Linked DNA regions of Mus musculus: all the other regions are linked to region 3. Evidence: chromatin contacts called from public Hi-C and HiChIP or PLAC-seq data. All regions are on one chromosome and are shown on one strand. The core of a region is the stretch at or near the end of the contact, and the rest is flanking DNA. Distances in the headings are between cores, read along the strand shown. Region 1 holds the start of Osbpl8 (oxysterol binding protein-like 8). Region 2 holds the start of Phlda1 (pleckstrin homology like domain, family A, member 1). Region 3 holds the start of Ppp1r12a (protein phosphatase 1, regulatory subunit 12A).

Region 1 (4,188 bases), core at 1,116-3,615, 3.0 Mb after region 3:
GGGGAAGCTACCACTCCTTAATGAGTTTGTAGTCAAAAGCCCGACTCTTATCAGAACTGGCGGTACAGTAATTTATCTAGATACATATCTAATTAGCTACGTCTCTAATGTAGGTCTCTTTATTGCTCATACCCTCTTTTACACTGCAGAAATGGCCAGATTTTCAAAGGCCAATTGAAGAAATTGGGGCTGAGGCAGAAGGGAATTAGGCAAAGCAATTTGCCGCCTCCTTTGTTGCAATCTTCAATTTCAATTCTCAGGGTGAAAGCAAAGGAAACAGCCAAACAGCCAAGAAGGTATATTTTTCTTGTTATCTAATATTCTAGGAAAATTGTTTAAATATATTTAACTGCAGGTCACAGTAAGAAATACAATTTAAATAACAACAAGGGACATACTTTTACCCTGATTATTTGTTTTTAAATACAGGGTCTCTCTAGGAGTCTATGTAGTCCTGAACTTGCTATGTAGAAAGAACAGTCTGGTCTTAAACTCTACAGAGATGGGCTGTTATGGCCAGCTACTCACAAGGTAACTTTTAAAAAAGATTTATTTTATGTGTACGGGTGTTTTGCTTGCATGTGCATGCCCTGTGCCTGAGGGGGTCAGAAGAGGTGGGATTTCCTGGACCCACCAGCCAGCACATGGGTGCTGGGAATAGAAACCAGGACCTGCAAGAACAGGTACTCTTGACTGCCTCATCTCTCCAGCCTCCCACGAACTGATTATTGCTTGGTTTAGATATTATGCATTCTTATCTTTTAGATTATATCTCATTAAAACCCAATTCATTAAAAAATGACATTGGCTTTTGTTAGTCTGAAAAAAACAGCATTGCTTCAGATAAGTGACATTTCAATCTGCTGATAAACTGGAACGTTACCGCCATCACATAACAATGTTTCCTGCCTTGCACTGCCTCAGCACTCAGAAAGGAGAGAGCCAGGCAGCTCTCTGTGAGTTTGAGACCAGCATAGCCTACAGAAGGAGTTCCAGGACATCTAGGGTTACACAGAGAAACCCTGTCTCTTTGAAAAACAAAACAAAACAAAACAATCAAGCAAGAAAAACAAACAAAACAAGAAAACAATAAACTTCCCTTATGTTTATGTAAAATACAAATATAATTTCTTAGGTTTCTTAACAGAAGAATGTGGCAGAATCTTTCCCTCATTGGAACAGTCCTTCATGACAAAATCTAATTGTTTTTCAAATGTTAACATAGCTGCATCAAGATGTGTTTTAAAGATCAGCGGCCTGGCATTATTTAACTGAGCAGTAAATTGCTCTTTCTTTGGGCAACAAAATGGCCACGTCTGCAAATTTTTTAGAGCTGCTATGAAATACATCAGTAACAGGCAGAATCCTATGGCCTACTTAAGTATCCAAACGATCAGAATGTCATCTGATTTCCTGTCAAGAAATGTAATGGAAATTGTGTAAAGTTAAAAAAAAAATTCTTGGTTCCAGAGTAGAAGGATAAAGGAATAAGGAATTGAATTTTTATCGTAGAGAATGGCCTTGTTAGAGGCAGCTCATTCCTCCTTCTGCACTGTTAGGTCGCTTTTCTCTTCTTCTGTATTGTAACTGGCTTTCTTCCAGTGATGAGTTCTGCCCCTTTCCTCTCCACAGGATGGGGAGGGATTTCTGGGGTCATGGTTAAAAAAACAAAAAACAAAAAAAGCCAAGAGTTGAGGTACAAAACAACAACAACAACAACAAAATCCGAAGAGTTAAATTAGGCTTTCTGTTCAAATTGAGAGGTACTATCAACTTGCCACGTCGCTAAAACCGTCACCAACCTCACTGTAAAACTTCATGACTGTAAAAGCTGGCACCCAGGATTCTGAACATGACTAGGAACAATAACAAGAAAGCCTGCTAGGCTATTTTCATCCCAGCGTGACTGAAGTCTACATCTCAAACCTCCTGTGAGGCCAACAGCTAATGAGACACCACAGTGAACGTGTCATTGGAACTTAGGCAGCAGGGACTCCTGGCTGCTTCTCAAGCCCCAATTTCTCCTGGCAGCCTCCTCTGTGGGCCCGGCCAGAGGTCGGGAGGCGGGTCCTGCCCAGCGAGCACTTCAGAGACCTGCGGGTAGCCGGCCCTCCACCCCAGGGCTTCCTGAGAGGGAACCTCGAGGGCGGGGAGGGGAGCGGAGGGGAGGTGACATGACAGCTCGCCATCACCACGAGCTGCCAGCAGCTGCCTCTGCGCGCCCGCCCAGCAGAAGCTACCCGGGGACCGCCTCCTTGCGGCGTCACGTGACGGGAAGGGGGCGTGGCCCAGGCCCGGGCTGGGGGCGGGGCTGCGAGAGGGGCGGGCCTTGGGATGTGAAGGCTGGTGGCGGCTCGCGGCGCCCAGAAAGGCGGTGTCAGGGCGGATGACAGCATTCTGCTGCGACGCGCTCCCAGCTGGGCGGCGGTGGTAGCGGCAGCGGCAGCGGCAGCGGCAGCCGGGGCGGCAGCGGCGTTCGACTCGGCCACCGCCGAGAGCGGTAGCGGTAGAGAAGGAAGAGGTTCCGCCCTGGCCCGCGGGCGGAGGAGCCCGAGTTCGCTCGCCGCTCCGGGCCGAGCCCCCGCCGCGGCTCGCCTGTGCTCTCCGTCCGGGCTGGCTCTCAGTTCCCGCGGGCGACCGCAGCCGAGAGAAGTTGAGGAGGGGGGGTCCCACCGGACACTAAGGCCCCGGACTCCGGCGTCCCTGTGATCCCACGGAAGCCTGCTCCCTGCGGGCCGCCTCCTCTGGGGCTCCGCATCGGTGAGTGGCGCTCAGCCCGGTGTTGGGGAGCAGCGGAGTCGTGCCTTTTGGGGTGACTGTAGTCCCTCAGTCCTACGTTCTGAGCTCGGGCTGTGGGCACTCGTGGGTACCCCGCGCCGCGAGTTCCCCTCCTGCCTCTCCTTTGTCCCTTCTGAGAGGGAGATTGGCAGGGCTGGCGGGGGTGGCGTGTTTTTTGGGGCCCGCGGTAGGTGCGTCTGCAGCGGTACAAAGCCCAGTGGGGACCTGGGATGGGGGCGGGGGCGGCTCGGCGGCGTTCCGGGTCCCGAGTGTGTCTGCCCCTCCCGAAGTTTGACAGGGCGACGCCGGGGCTCGCCGGAAGCCCCCCGCGCAGGGGGTGAAAACCTGGCGCTTTGTCGCCCCGGGCGGTTAAGGCAAGGCTTGGGGTTTTCCTGTGACAGCCCCTGAAGAGGTTGTGCCGCTCGCAGGCGGACCGCACCCGCCTTTGCAGAGACTGTCGCGGTGTTCCTTAAACCTCAGCTCCGTTGGCCTTCTTGCCACACTGGAGAAAAGGCGGTGTCTTCGTTGCACTTTTTTTTTTTTTTTTTTTACGTTTTGTTTGCGGCTAAGCTGTGGAGAGTGTAATCAGGTTCCAGGGAGTTTCATATGGAGCATGCTTTTGCTTCATTGAGCAACCCACTCAAGACCGGCTGATGCGAAGCAACAGTAGATGCAGATTTTCCATTCACTAAAGTCATTTAACACTTCTTTGTGAGCGACATCTGCGTCGTGAAACATAACCTAATTTCATTTTAACTAAATGCCGTCTGAAATAAGTTAACTTGGGTTCGTCTCTAAACAGATGGGAACACTTATCTGACGATAGCATATCTGCTTTCAATAACTTAATGAAGTTTGTGCCTTTTTGCTGCTGGAAGACTTAAGTAACAGTAGTATTAGAATACCTTGGGTTAGCAGGGAATTCTTCAAAGTAATTTCACTGTAAACAACCTCAAATTAGTGCAGCCCCAAATTAGTGCAATTAAAGGTCTTTCAAGATAACCATTTAAAATAGTTTTTGCCTCTTGAAGAATTCCAGAGAACAATTGAGGTATAGGTAAATTGCTTGTTACGCTCTCTCTTCCCCTGGGGTTTCATCTAAATTTGATCATGCCGAGAGACTGGGATCAGTTGCTGTGCTTGCTAGAACCTGTTTTGCAGTGAGATTATTAAAATGCTGGTTTTATAAAAACAGGTTTTATAAAAGGAAGGGAAAGGCCATGCAATTTAAAATGCACTCTATTAAAAGACCAACTAATTTCTAACATGTTGCTCTTTCTTTTGGGTAGCAAGTATGTACTCTGTCTTTTGGTAGCAAGAATGACTGCAGTGTGCTTGTTCAAAGTGTTAGCAAAGGGGATAGATGAAATTTAAGACCTTCCTAAAGCTCTTTAATTATGGAGATTACGT
Region 2 (4,263 bases), core at 1,486-3,985, 3.3 Mb after region 3:
TTAAGACCAGCAACTGTAACATCTGAGCCATTTTGTCCACTCTTGTTACTCTTGCAGGCATTGGGATGCTGGTATAGGAATACCTAACACTATTGCTAAAAAACTCCAAGCCCCATGGGATTCAATGTATATGGTAATTAGGGAATAATATGAGTCAAGTTTAGTGCGTGCTGTAGTACGTTTTAAAGATACACCAAGTGCAGATAGGGTTTGCTGGCTAGGTACTGAGAGGAAAGAATGGTGAAAGGCACGTGTTCTCAACGCATTTGCAATCTTTATGACCCATGTGTTGAAGTAGTTAAAAAAAAAAAAAAACCTTGATGACACAGGAAACTGGGAAGCGAGGTCTGGGATTACGGCAGAACACAGCTTGTGCACGGAGCTGGTCTGTTGCCCACACCCGACCTTGCTTCCCTCCCTCCCGCCCTCTGAGCTGTCTAGGCCCCTTGTCCATCAGAGTGCAGGGTGCTGGTGATGAATGCATTCGTTCTCTGCTTGCCATGTAGGTGGTGTATTTAGAGTCCTCAGTGGGTGTGTCCTGAGTAGACATTTTCATGAAATTGGGTCCTAAGGCTTGGAGCTCTAGTGTCTAAACCAGTTCATCCCAGAAGACCTTTTGTATGTTTACTGATTCCTAGTTACATGGTAACTAGAGTTTTCTTTTCAGGGTCCTTTTAAGTAAAATATCCCATTTTCCGTGATCAGTTCTTAAAGTCAAAGGCGCGTTTATAAGAGCTACTGAGTATCAGGCGTTTATAAGAGCTACTGAGTATCTAGCTTGGGGAATCTGCTTCACTCTTTGGCAATAAGTACTTGGCTATGCCAGGAAGGTGGAAAACAGAACACCTTAAAAACAAGTTGAATGAACCATTAATTATGTAAAGGAAAACATTTTTAATGTTTCCTGCATTTTCTGACGATTTATCTTTTGAGGATTTTGTTTGTTTGTTTGTTTTCTTTAGGAAAAAGTCTCTCTAGCCAGTTAAGTGAGGTGGCAGTTGAAATAAACAGAGCAGAGTTTCAGGCTACAAAATTCTGAAACTTAAATTTCCAATAATGGAACTTATTGTGGTCAATGTACACATAGCTTACCACAGAAATACTAATTGTGAAACAGCCAGAGGGAATCAGGGAATTTTAAAGTCTTTAGTCAGAATGAAGTGAACACGTTGGAAATCTATGATGACTGGGCATTTGCAACTGTTTTAGGAAAAATAGTGCCTGGTAAACTGGGCTACAGTTCACAGTTCAGTGCTTTTCCAAATGGGATACCTTTCTCAACTATGCCTCTCTGTGTTGGCTACAAACCTCTACCTGGCTTTAGGGACTCTGGATACTATAAATGCACTTTCCAGATAACAAGAGAATGCTGTTCTGCTGAAAAAAGACAGCTGGTAGTATAGGAACTCTGGAGTGCTGACCTGTTCTACAGAGGTGGGGGAAAGAAATTAAGGTGGTTAGTAATCAGAATTACAAGTCTATTCTTGGTATACACAAAGATAATGCTTATGCATGATCACATTAGAAATCTTTACATTTGTTTTTTTGGGGGGGGGGGGGAATGGGGAACAAAAACGAAAGGCTGTAAAATGAGTCCAAATGTAAGACTCAGAATTGTTTTTTTTGAACTGGTCCATTTGATCAGAACCTTGGGTGAAGGTCCAAGAACTCTGTTTTCGAGAAGACATTTCTGTTAGCTCTCAGATTAAGTTCGAGTTTCATAGCACGACACACGAAAGACTTTGAATAGTTCATCCTCGACATTCTCTTCGATTGGATTCCTGATTCTTCCTGGCGGTGTGGCAGCAGCCCTTGTCTGACCAACAGCCTGTTTTGTCCTATCTCCTTATGGTGAGAGGAGGCTTAGAGGTTATTTTCCCAAACTGGAGACTAGATCTGTGCTTTATAGTCTACCTTATCAGGAAAGGTTTAAAGGCAAGACGGAGACTAGGACTTTCCAGAGTCAGATTCCCACAGGTGTTTGTAGGACATTCGCCAAGGCTTGTGTGTATGACCTCCCAATGCTGGACATCTGCCTACCCTGCTACTGCTGTGGACTGCAAGGTCTGATCTAGAAGGAAACCCGAGGGCCTAGAGAGATGGCACTCCTCGCAGAGGTTCAATTCCCAGAACCTGTTCTAGGGATCTGCTGATTTCTGACCTGCGTTCTCATACAATACGTACTACACACACACAAGCAAAACATACACTCACAAAAACAAAAACCGCTTGGTGAGTCTGGCTATTTTGCCTGTGTTCTGTGGCAGGAAAGGAAGTCAAGAATGTATACCTGGAGTGAGTCCACCCTTATTTCCCTGTCACTACAAACTGGTAGCTTTATTGTTTTGCCTTAGCTAATTGCCCCCAGGAACAACTATTTATTTAATGGCTGAACAACACCAACAACAAAAAAGCTCGAAGCACTCTTGGGTTTTGTTCCCTGAGATGTTTACATAGCTATGGGGGGGGGGGGGGTAATGCCCGCTATGGAACTTCGTCCCCTAAGTTTTATGCCCTTGTCTGGAGTCGGCTCCGCGTTGACCCCAGGGGTGGCTCCCCAGGCCTGCCTGGATCTGCTACCCACCCCCGCAGCGGAGAGCCCACCTGCTAAGGAAGGGCCGGTCCGTGGGGGGATGGTTTTTCGGCGCCCTCTGGGCGTCGGCAGTCGCCGCCCGGCAGCCGCGGCGACCTCAGCGACCGCGTGGAGCCTCCAGGAGTTTCCAGAACCTGCTTCCAGGCGGCGCGGGCGGCCGTGGGCGGTGGGGCGGGGCGGGGGCGGAGCCGGCGGCGGGGCTGGGGCGGAGCCGGCGGCGGGGGGCGTGTCCGCGGCGGGCTCTGGGAAGGCCCCAAGTTAATGAGGCGTACGCCGGCTGCCGAGCGCCTCTCGGAGCTGGGTTTTCCCCCGCGGCGCGGGCGCCAGGAGCCGCCTTTTCCGCTGGGTGTCACTCGGGGGTGGGGAGGGTGGCCCATTGAAAAGCGCCGCGAGGGGCCCCGGCCAGTGCCCTTCAGTGAGCGCTCGCCGGAGGACGGCAGAGAGCAGCCCGCTCACGGCTCCGGGATCTTGTGGCGAGTCAGGACGCGCCTGTCCCTCTGCCGGGACCCCGAGCCACCGCCGCCGCCGCCACCGCTCTGTCTCCTGCGAGTCAGCCTTCTCTGCGCGCTCCGGGCGGGCGGCCGCGGAAGCCGCTGGGGCGAGGACGGCGCAGGGCTGCTACTGCTACCCCCAGCCGGAGCGTCTGGAAGCCTGAAGGCCGAGCGGAGCAGCAGCACCCCTTATGCCGGAAGGATGCTGGAGAACAGCGGCTGCAAGGCGCTGAAGGAAGGAGTGCTGGAAAAGCGAAGCGACGGGCTGCTGCAGCTCTGGAAGAAAAAGTGCTGCATCCTCACCGAGGAAGGGCTACTGCTCATACCGCCCAAGCAGCTACAACAGCAGCAGCAGCAGCAACAGCCCGGGCAGGGGACGGCCGAACCGTCCCAACCTAGTGGCCCCACCGTCGCCAGCCTTGAGCCACCAGTCAAGCTGAAGGAATTGCACTTTTCCAATATGAAGACTGTAGACTGCGTGGAGCGCAAGGGCAAGTACATGTACTTCACTGTGGTGATGACGGAGGGCAAAGAGATCGACTTTCGGTGCCCCCAGGACCAGGGCTGGAACGCCGAGATCACGTTGCAGATGGTGCAGTACAAAAATCGCCAGGCCATACTGGCGGTCAAGTCTACCAGGCAGAAGCAGCAGCACCTGGTCCAGCAGCAGCCTCCGCAGACGCAGCAGATCCAACCCCAGCCCCAGCCGCAGATCCAACCCCAGCCCCAGCCGCAGATCCAGCCTCAACCCCAACCCCAGCCCCAACCTCAGCCCCAACCTCAGCCCCAACCCCAACCCCAACAGCTCCACTCCTACCCGCATCCGCATCCTCATCCTTACTCTCACCCGCACCAGCACCCACACCCGCACCCGCACCCGCACCCTCACCCTCACCCTCACCCGTACCAACTCCAGCACGCGCACCAGCCTCTTCACTCGCAGCCGCAGGGTCACCGGCTTCTCCGCAGCACCTCCAACTCTGCCTGAAGAGGGCGGCACCCGGGCCACTCAAGGTAAGGTCCTGGCAACCTGGGACACCTAGAAACGTGCCAGCATGGCTGTTGGGAAGAGTAGGAAGCTTGTTGACCGATTTCGCTCCCGAAGCAAAGTTTAAAAAAAAAAATCGTTTCAAGTTTCTGGAGAGGTGGAAAGAAGATGGGCAAGCCGGAGCTTGTAGA
Region 3 (3,752 bases), core at 815-3,314:
TTAATGAACTATTGTCTTGTTTTTGTATTATTTTTATGTCCTGAAAGAAGTGCTTGAGTTAGAAATGGCATATCTCCCACTGCAGTCCTCTTGCCCAAATGAAAATGTGAAATTCCAATGAATGTGTATTTCAAGAGCACTTTTAATAGCAAATAAATAGACAGAATGTTCTCAGAAAACAAGGAAAAGTCAGTTTTCTCTAGGTAGATAGGAGAGCTGGTAAGAGTATACTCAATTCTTTTCTTTGATTGGGAGGGCCATATTCTGTGCATAGGGATTTTATAGTTTCACGTTAAGAAAATTCATGACCCTGCTCCATGGTGGTAGCACACAGATTTAATCCCAGCACTTGGGAGGCAGAGGCAGGCCAATTTCTGAGTTTGAAGTCTACAAAGTGGGTTCCAGGACAGCCAGATCTACATGGAGAAACCGTATCTGGAAAAGAAAGAGAGAGAGAGAGAGAAAGAGAGAGAGAGAGAGAGAGAGAGAGAGAGAGAGAGAGAGAGAGAAGAAGAAGAGGAGGAGGAGGAGGAGGAGGAGGAGGAGGAGGAGGAGGAGGAGGAGGAGGAGGAGGAGGAGGAGGAGGAGGAGGAAGAAGAAGAAGAAGAAGAAGAAGAAGAAGAAGAAGAAGAAGAAGAAGAAGAAGAAGAAGATGATGATGATGATTCAGTACCAAACACCACTGTTCTCATTGTTGTGCAGAGGTCTAGTGGTATGATCCTCAATACATTTTATGAAGATATAGATGTATTTCATGTGTGGCACACTCGTTTTGTGTTTCAAGGAAGTAGTTTTATCTTAGCTTGGATTTTATTACTATTCCTAACATTGAAATTCAGAATATTCAGTTCTATAAGGTGGTTCCCCCAGCATATTTTACTCAGTTATTCTAATCTACCAGAAAGGCAACATGCTGAAGAGTAAGAAAATAACTTTTCACTGCTGTATTCCCAGCACTGGGAGGCGGTTAGGGGCAAGGCAACTATTTTCTTTGGGGGTGGGGGGGTTCACAGTCTACAGGATTCCCAAAAAGGACCAGTGGTAGGGTTTTATGACATTATAGATCTAAAGTGTATGGGACGGGAGAGTGTTTAGAAAAGGCAAAGCTAAAATCTCCTTATGATGTTCTTTGCAACACAAGAATTTAAGAAATGGGCTCAAATAAATCGTATTTACTGTATTTTCAGAGCCTAGGAAGTCACGACTTTTTAGACATGTACTGGATAAATATCAGTCGAAGTAACTGCCTTCGTCCACATTCCTTTTGAATTCTAGACGCAGCCGGGTCTTTACTCCATAGAAAGCAATGGAGCTGAAACCGTAAATCCCTTAAAAGGTCAGGAGCAGTTAACAAGGCTGAACTAGCCCTCATGGGCAGTGCCACCCAGGCCGAAAAGCGATGGAGGAAGAAGAAATCAAAACAGGCTTAAAGACGGGGGAAAAACAAAACAACAATACTGAGCAAGCCTAAGAGGAAAGACATTTCTGCAGTGGGTGTTTGCAGGAAGCCACTGCAATTAACCGCAGGTCACCATCCCCTGCCAGTAGGCGATCACCTCGGTCAATGCCACCGGGGCCGTGGAGACGACTCCGACCCCACTTTTAAAACGCTCTCATCAGGATCGCCCGGGTTTCCCCCCGAGTTCCTCGGGAAGAGCAACCCCCACAAGCACCTAATGCACGACCCGTGTCCTCTCCATTCAAATCACGCAGCCAATAGGAAAACCCTCCGCCCCGGGCAGACGCCTCGCGCGGCCCGCCGAGCCCGGGAGGAGGCAGGCAGGTCAGCCCGGTCCCGCCTCGCCGCCCGACCCGGCTGCCTCTAGAGCTCTCGGTCCCGCCGGACGAGACAACCTTCCTTCCCGGCCTCCTCCCTTCCAGGAGCGGCCCAGCCCCCGGCTGCCAGAGCCACACCCGCTTCCCTCCGGTAGCGCCCCCGCCAGCGCTCGGCCCCCGAGCTCTTCCTGGGCCGGGCCGAAGCCGAGGCCCAGGCCGAGGCGGGAGCGCGCATGCGCACTGGGCCGCAGGGCGCCTCCCCGGCCGCGATCTCGCGAAGTTACGCTCAGCCGGGCCGCGGCTGACGGACTGACGGGCGGGCGGCCGTGCCGGGGGCGGGAGGGCGTCTGTGGTAGGAAGAGAGGCCCGCTCGGCCGGGCTCGCCCCAGTGCTCTGTGGGATACTGGAAGTCTCGAGCGTCTCCTCCCCGGCTCGCGGCTCCGCTCCGCTCCGGCCCCTCTCTCTCTCTCTCTCTCTCTTTCTGTCGCCGACGCGGTCGCATACTCCCCCCGGCGGCGTCCCCTCGCCGCCGCCGCCCCCTTCCCCCCCGCCCCAGCTCGCGATAAGAGGAGCCGGCGGCTGGAGAGGGGATGAAGATGGCGGACGCGAAGCAGAAGCGGAACGAGCAGCTGAAGCGCTGGATCGGCTCCGAGACGGACCTCGAGCCGCCCGTGGTGAAGCGCCAGAAGACCAAGGTGAAGTTCGACGATGGCGCCGTCTTCCTCGCCGCCTGCTCCAGCGGCGACACGGACGAGGTCCTCAAGCTGCTGCACCGCGGCGCCGACATCAATTACGCCAATGTGGACGGACTCACCGCCCTGCACCAGGTCTGTGTGCCCGGCGTCCCCTCATCCGGACCCCGGAACCCCGGGGCCCGCTGTGGTGCTCGCGCCCGGGGCCGGGGCTGAGGCCGGGGGGTGGCGGGAGACTCCCTGCTTGCGGGTGAGGGGGCGGCTCCGTCGCGGGAGGCTGGCTGGGGCGCGGGGCTCCGGGCCCCCCTCCAGAGCCGCTCGCCCGCAGCCTGTGCAGTTTGGGGGGGGACCCGGCCGATGTTCCTGGGCGCGGGGCAGAATGGACTGTGGTCCTCTTGGGGGCCTCCAGGGCCATTTGTGGACATGTGTCTGGGTCTGGTAGTCTGGGTCAAGCCGAGCCGGAGAGTAATGGGTTGTGCCGAGGCCCGGTGTCAGTGATAGACCGTGGGGCGGGGAGGGTTGTTGAAAAAAAAAAATCCACTAACAGGGACTCTTGGGGCAGATGGAGCCCACTGGCCTGGAGGTGGGCATTGGTGTTGGTGTACATTTTTAGGACTTGATTACAAATGAGGATGATGATATTAGTGATCCCGAACCCTTAAAGCCCGAACCCTTAAAGCCGGGTGCCCCGAGCGAACGATTTCCTGTTTTCTCCTTTATTACTCTTGGTCACTGGGGAGGGGGAAACGGGGTGTAATTAGCTAATCCGGAGTGGCTGAAAGAGAGGGGATTGGTAGTGAATCTGATAAGGGAAGTCTTCCCGAGTGGGCTTGCCCACCTCGTAACTGGAGTCTATGGGTTCCTGTACTCGAAGTTGGTCGCAGTCACAGATCCCTGAGTCCTGGCTCCTGGAGTGCACACCGGGGCTAGGGAAGATGGGAATAAACACTGTGTACTCCTCAAAGACAGTTGCCAAACTTTATTATTATTATTTTTTTATTTTTTGGTGGTGGTGGTGGGGAGGGGGAGAGAAAAAAAAAAAACCAAAGCTAATCACAACCTTTTCTCAAAATGGATGCTTTGTGCATGTTAAAGTTTTATAGTAGTCCGATTGGGATCTCTCAATGTTAGCCAAATAAGGAGAAACTATTGGCAATCCAGAGATAATGTTGCTTTGCCTTTAACAAGCCAAAAGCAACAGAACCCTTAGAGTTCTGCTTGAAAAGCAAGTTTAAAGTGCTGGTAATAGATGCCACGACAGATTCTTTCTATTTTCATATTAAG

Evidence for each region. Hi-C and Micro-C count contacts between places; a contact is called where the count stands out from the background. HiChIP or PLAC-seq counts read pairs in DNA pulled down with a chosen protein or histone mark.
Region 1: a contact with region 3 is called in an H3K27ac HiChIP or PLAC-seq map of bone marrow-derived dendritic cells, with 5 times the contacts expected there. The contact joins the promoter of Osbpl8 here to the promoter of Ppp1r12a in region 3. A contact is called at or near these places in 1 of 39 promoter capture datasets (the C10 cell line), 1 of 484 Hi-C or Micro-C datasets (B cells) and 2 of 115 datasets of contacts at active chromatin or transcription factors (astrocytes and bone marrow-derived dendritic cells).
Region 2: a contact with region 3 is called in a Hi-C map of B cells, with 7 read pairs. The contact joins the promoter of Phlda1 here to the promoter of Ppp1r12a in region 3. A contact is called at or near these places in 2 of 484 Hi-C or Micro-C datasets (B cells and CD4 T cells).

What each region holds. Positions count from the first base shown.
Region 1 is chr10:111,162,437-111,166,624 of GRCm38.p6, forward strand. It overlaps Osbpl8 (oxysterol binding protein-like 8), which reads left to right and starts at 2,366. Exons shown (of 24, transcript NM_175489.3): 1 at 2,366-2,760.
Region 2 is chr10:111,503,551-111,507,813 of GRCm38.p6, forward strand. It overlaps Phlda1 (pleckstrin homology like domain, family A, member 1), which reads left to right and starts at 2,736. Exons shown (of 2, transcript NM_009344.3): 1 at 2,736-4,098. The coding sequence starts at 2,855. The coding sequence ends at 4,072.
Region 3 is chr10:108,160,034-108,163,785 of GRCm38.p6, forward strand. It overlaps Ppp1r12a (protein phosphatase 1, regulatory subunit 12A), which reads left to right and starts at 2,065. Exons shown (of 25, transcript NM_001368736.1): 1 at 2,065-2,603. The coding sequence starts at 2,367. It overlaps Gm40754 (a long non-coding RNA gene), which reads right to left and starts at 404. Exons shown (of 4, transcript XR_872014.2): 1 at 1-404.